Regions from separate parts of the Xenopus tropicalis genome. Here region 1 is linked to region 2. The links are chromatin contacts, called in public Hi-C maps. All regions are on one chromosome and are shown on one strand. Each heading gives the region's core, a stretch centred on a gene start, on an enhancer-like site or on the middle of the called end of the contact. The rest is flanking DNA. Distances are from core to core; before and after follow the strand shown.

What was found. A called contact is a pair of places that touch in the nucleus more often than the background predicts.
Region 1: a Hi-C map of gastrula embryo shows a contact between it and region 2, with 2.3 times the contacts expected there. The contact joins two enhancer-like sites. A contact is called at or near these places in 5 of 5 Hi-C or Micro-C datasets (brain, gastrula embryo, liver and 2 more).

What each region holds. Positions count from the first base shown.
Region 1 is chr3:117,290,021-117,293,027 of UCB_Xtro_10.0, reverse strand. All of the region lies in intron 2 of smad6 (mothers against decapentaplegic homolog 6), which reads right to left. Among named protein-coding and RNA genes, the nearest start is that of smad6, 28 kb to the right of the region's middle. Within about 2 kb of position 1,652, at least 5 of the 11 cell types and tissues checked have an H3K27ac peak or open chromatin away from gene starts, as enhancers often do. A contact at or near this core is called in gastrula embryo, where this site is marked.
Region 2 is chr3:117,244,223-117,246,922 of UCB_Xtro_10.0, reverse strand. No RefSeq gene overlaps it. Among named protein-coding and RNA genes, the nearest start is that of lctl, 16 kb to the right of the region's middle. Within about 2 kb of position 1,427, at least 4 of the 11 cell types and tissues checked have an H3K27ac peak or open chromatin away from gene starts, as enhancers often do. A contact at or near this core is called in gastrula embryo, where this site is marked.

The sequences.
Region 1 (3,007 bases), core at 403-2,902, 46 kb before region 2:
AGGGGGCAGGGTAACCCTTTTCATGCCAGGGAATGTGGAAGCCAGGGGTCTGAGTGAGGAGGGATTACAGCAGGAGTGCTCCATTTGCGCTGCAGGGAGTAAATCTGCAACTGATTTGAGGAGAATAGTGTGCAACTGTGCATCTTGCCTTAATGCTCTTGTTTTTTGCAACAAACTGAAGTTATTAAAGACCCACTATACTGACCAATTATGGCATGATATTCACACAGCACAAACTCATTACTCAGTGGAGTTTGCATTCATTTTCTTTAAATGTTTAATAATATGTTTGTATGAATAAGAGTTATTATCCTGTTTCAGGCAACCTGCCTGCTCCTCCAAAGACCAGAGAAGCTTAGTGGCTAGAAAATTATACAGGTATAGGATCTATTATCTTTAATGCTTGGGACCTGGGGTTTCCCAGATCTTCCCATAATTTGGATCTCCATACCTAGAGGGCTCAGGTACATGGGGAGATTAGTCGCCCGCGACAAATCTCCCTTGTTGCGGCCGACTAATCTCCCCGATCTGACATCCCACCGGCGAAAATGTAAGTCACCAGTGGGATGGCATACGCGCCGGTGGGATGTCATATTGGGGAGATTAGTCGCCCGCAACAAGGGAGATTTGTTGCGGGCGACTAATCTCCCCGTGTACCAGAGCCCTAAGCCTGTTGAAAATAATTTCATTAATTAAACCCAAAAGGATTGCTTTGCTATCAAATGTAGCACAATCAGAGCAGGTATGAGTATGCACAGTTAGAACATCGTTAGGGAAGACAACAGGATTAAAAAAAACTTTGGAATAATTGGTCCTTCCTCTCACAGGTATGGGGTTGCCTGTGGCTGATACAGTAAGCCCAATGCATAAGGTACACGTTTACTTGCTAAATATTTGTATGATCACTGCTACTAATATCAATGGTCTTGCCTAAGCTGCCTCTGTCAGGCTGCCCATAGAACTTCTCTTATAAAACTCCAGTAGCACTCATTGTGTTATAATCTCCTTGCAAGAAACCTGAACTGGAGGGCCTGGGAGAGAATTAACCAGAAATATTTTTTTAGGTGTTCTGACATTCTTAAGCAAAAAAAGTGATGCTTTTATACAGCAGATCTATCATTCAGAACTCCTTCGGCTTCTGGGGTTTGCCACTAATACAAATAATTTGCTATACCAAAATGTAGTCTCACGTATATTGTTGTACCACTTTACACTGGATAAAGAGACACAGAACACTACCATATATTCTCTACTTCTGATACACAGTAGTGTTGACTTCTGCATTCACACAGCAGTGTGAGCACTTCACAATAATCCCTCATCCCCATGATTTGAGGAACAATTGTAGAGACATGATGCTGCCCTATGTAAATCAAGAAAGAAGCTTTACATAAGTAAAGGAGAACAAACCCCTAAGTTGAGGAGAAAGCTGTGCTTAAGAAGAACAAACTCCTACATTTTTTGTTGATGAAGTCGTTTACTGCTGAACTTTACTTTTTCCAGCTTTTCCAAATGACTCTTTTTGCATTATTAAGTGTTTAAGACTTCCTGCCTCCCCCCCTTTACTTTGCCATCAAAGTGTTCTAGCTCAGCCCACTGCTTAAGAATCTGAATTCCTGGGATGTAATCTAAACTAACAAACAAGGGGGTAAAAGTGCCTAACCATGAACGTGTCAGTCATCAGACTGAGTTAGAGCAGAGGAGAAAACACTGGTCTGGGCAATGTACCACTGTGACACTTCCATGGGAAGGCGCTTGTGCCTCCTGTGTATTCCTTTATATCACAATCCAGAGACAAAACAGCAGCCCAAACCCCAAAAAAAAAAATAAACAGTACCCAACTGTACATAATATAGACCATTTAAAAGGGGGAAACAACGTATTTATATGCTCCCAAAGGAAAAACACTCATGCCACAGTCAGACTATAAATGTATAGATGACTGACTATATATAAAATTCTGTACATGACTGCATTAGCAATAATGCCTAACAAATATTCCCTCTATAGCAAATCTATTCTGATACTAACCCTTATATGCCAGTTTATTGATGCATTTGATAAAAGCTCAAGGTAAACATTTATTAGGCTTAATAGTGTCTCCTAACTGTGTAAATAAGGATAAGGGAAAATCTAGACACAGACTGTACTGAAAGAAGCAGAGAGCAAATTCCTGCTGCTAAAGGCATATAAAAGGGGGAGGATTTAGGAGTTCTTCCCCTGACTGATCAACTTCAATGATATTATTTCAGCCCAGTATACACAGAGATTCCCCTCCTTGCTGGGTCAGGATCCTGCGGTCTGGGCTTAGCAGAGCTTTGGTTTAGAAGTAGGATAAAAGCAGGATGTTTGGCTGAGGTCTCCCTGCCCTCAAATAAACATCCCAAACACAGGCCAGGCAGTGTGGAAAGGCTGACTCCTTTCTGCATTGCTCCCATATCTCCCTGAATGGCCCCAGCTGAGAGAAGTGCTCATCTGAAAGGAAATCTAGGAGCAGAGGGAGATGGAGCTGTAATTATTGTGGGGAAGAGAGAGAAGGGGCAGGAATGTACAGATGAGGCCATGCCGATGACAAGGGTGTAAACCTTAAGGCAGAGGCAACATGAGAGAATTTCACCAGCGCTAGAAATATGCGCTAGAAATGGGCAGATAATCAGAGAAAGGCAGCTTGTATACGGGTGCTAAAACTAGTATTCTAGAACTTTAGAATCCTGCAATACTGGCATAGAGGGTGACCCTGACATAGCTAGCTCCTTACTGACATTACTCCTAGCTCCTTACTGTGACATTATACAGAACAACTGGGGATGATCTAGTTGCTCACATGGGCCCCAGATTAAAGGCAATGCCGTACAATGGGTCCTATAGCCCGAGAATTAAAACAGAAATGTAATTAAGAGGATCAGAGATCATGTGACACAAAAGAGCCAGAATAAGAGGGCTATTTTGCAATGAAGTTTGCTTGCGAGTGCCACAAACACAACCCTAGCCATTACCTAGAATCTGA
Region 2 (2,700 bases), core at 178-2,677:
AGGGAGAGGGATGGCAAGGGGATTGCAGAAGGGGGTCCTGTTAAGAAGAATGAATGTCAGGCAATCAAGTAAGGAATGTGGCAACTGGGAGCAGGGAGAGGATCAAGTGGTACTTGCCTTGGGAACCAGTACCTCTTGCCCGGCTTTGCATGTTACCATTAAGTTGTGCATGCTTGCATTTGGGCATAGGTTCTGACACCAGCACACACAACAAATTGCATGTTGCACATAGATTTTTATTATGCATGCACATATTCAGTACTTGTTTAGGGCTCACATACAGTTTTGCACACAAAAATGTATTCCCCATAAATTAATAGATAATTTACGTAGGGCATATTGTAAAATTTCAACCACCAAGGAACTCCATGACCATATAAACAAAGGACACATGCAGGATGAGTATTATTACACAGGTTGTGGAACTGCTTTGTATGCTTCAGCCAGGGAGCTTTGCAATTAGTTTGCAAACTGCCCAGTGTGCCATTAGCTTTAGCCACCCTTTTGTGCAGGGCAATTCACACACAGCTGGCATCTGCAGTAATGGTCAGAATCTATTCAGTTAATCAGATTGTAGTACATCTTTCAACTTTTAGATTGTAAGTTCCCTCCCTCTATTGTCTCATAACAATATATAATTGTATCCTTGCATTGATGTATTGTACATACATAGATAAATGTCTTGTATTTGTATACTCCTGTTCGGTAAAGCACTGCAGTTTCCTTGTCAGACAACAAGAAACAGACTGTATTAAAGGTAGCCAGAAATGGTAAGATTCGCTCATTTAGCAGGGTCACCAAACAAGTAAATCTTTCCCCCAAGAAGCCCACATTGGATGCCGAACATCGAAGTGGATACAAAAAGTTGGAGAGAGGAATGCAATGTGGTCCTTGATCCAGCAGAAAAAAATCTATCCTCCCCGATGCACATCTGGCTAATTTTTTGGGCAGATGATGGCCGGGGAGGCCTGTGGCTGAATCAACAGCTGAAATCTGCCAGTGAATGGCCACGTTTTGGGTAAGAACCCATGAATCGGTTAAGTTGTCCGCAATAGATGTCTCCTAAAAGGCTTTCCACCGGCTCTCCGTGGCAGGACCCAAAGCGGCAGCTAAAATCTGCCGTGTATTGCCACCTTTAGAGTGAGGGCAATAATATGTTATTTATATTTTCACCCTCTAGGACTGAATGGTATGGGATCTGAGGATCAATTTTCATTCATCAAGTTTGAGCTAATGTGAATATCAGCATCAGGCATTAATAATTACTAATAACAATGTTTCTTTGAAATCCCTGAGCCTGCCCCCAAATCTGAGGGAAGTGACAAGTCTTTGTTGACATGAGGGGGTAGGGTCGGTATCCAGCGCTGGCTCCTTTCCCACACGAGGGGAGGGGGTGAGGGGCTAATGTTTCTTATCTCTGGAACATGTCTCCAGGCTACTCCCACACACTGATAACTCCAAGTCTCGGGAATTCCTCTGTCCCGCTGGAGAGGGCAACCGGGCGCCAGGCTCCGTAACCCCTTCCCTGCCGAAGATGTCCAATGCTGCTGACTTGGCCAACTTGCCTAATCCCTACACTGCTGATGATTAACCCATACACAACCACACCACTCTAACTTCAAACTTCCCAGTAGTTTTCAGACTTCTTGCTTAAAACCCCTGTTTGTGGCAAAAGTCCAACCTTCAGATGGAGTTTCTTTTCTTTTACCTCACAGCAAGGTTAAAGATATATGTTATGTGTGTGTGACATTTATATGGTGTGTGTATAAAACATGGATGTAACAGTTTATACTTCCAGATAAACCTTTACAATGTTATGTACCATACTGGGTTTTACATTGTGACCAGTTCTCTGGCAGTTAATATTAACCTATGCAAGTATGGTTGTCACCTGGCAGGTATCTGGCTAGTAATGGCAGACAGGGCCATTGGGTGTGTGTTTTATAGCTCCGTAGGAGGGAGGGGGGAAACACTCATAATAAGCCCCCCATTCAAACTGAATAGGAATCACTACCAAGCCCCAGGTCAAGTGGCAGAAGCAGCACATCAAGATATGCACCTGTCACTTAACAGGACCTGGCACTTGATGGTGATTCCAATTCATTTTTAAGGTTGGGTTGATTTTCTCCTGCTTCCAAAACACTTATGGGGGTATATAAAAGAAGTCACTAAGTTTGCCCAGGTGCAGTAACCCATTAACCACCCTCTGTTGCACCCTAGGTATGTGCCTTTTTGCCTACTCTTAGTTCTGGCCCTGCATTACCCTAAAACTGACCTTTGATGCCAAAATTGCTTTTGTATGCGGATATCGGCTACATGTGCCTGCACCCCAGCATATTCCATTCATTCGGGTGCAGGCACAGGCAAGGGGCGTTTGGCGGTATTTTCGGTTTGCCGAAAATATACGCCATACGCCTGGTCTGACATTAGCCTAAAGGTCACCATACAGGGATCCCCAACCTTTTATACCCGTGAGCCACATTCAAATGGAAAAAGTTTGGAGAGCAACACAAGCATTAAAAAAGTTCCTGGGTGTGCCAATAAGAACTTAAGTTGGCTATTTGGTAGCCCCTATGTTGACTGGTAGCCTACAGAAGGCTCTGTTTGGCAATTACACTGGGTTTTTATGCAATCAAAGCCAACGTAAGTGCTAGGCTAAGGTGGGGCTGTATGAGGGTTACTGCCATCCTAGAAATGTCC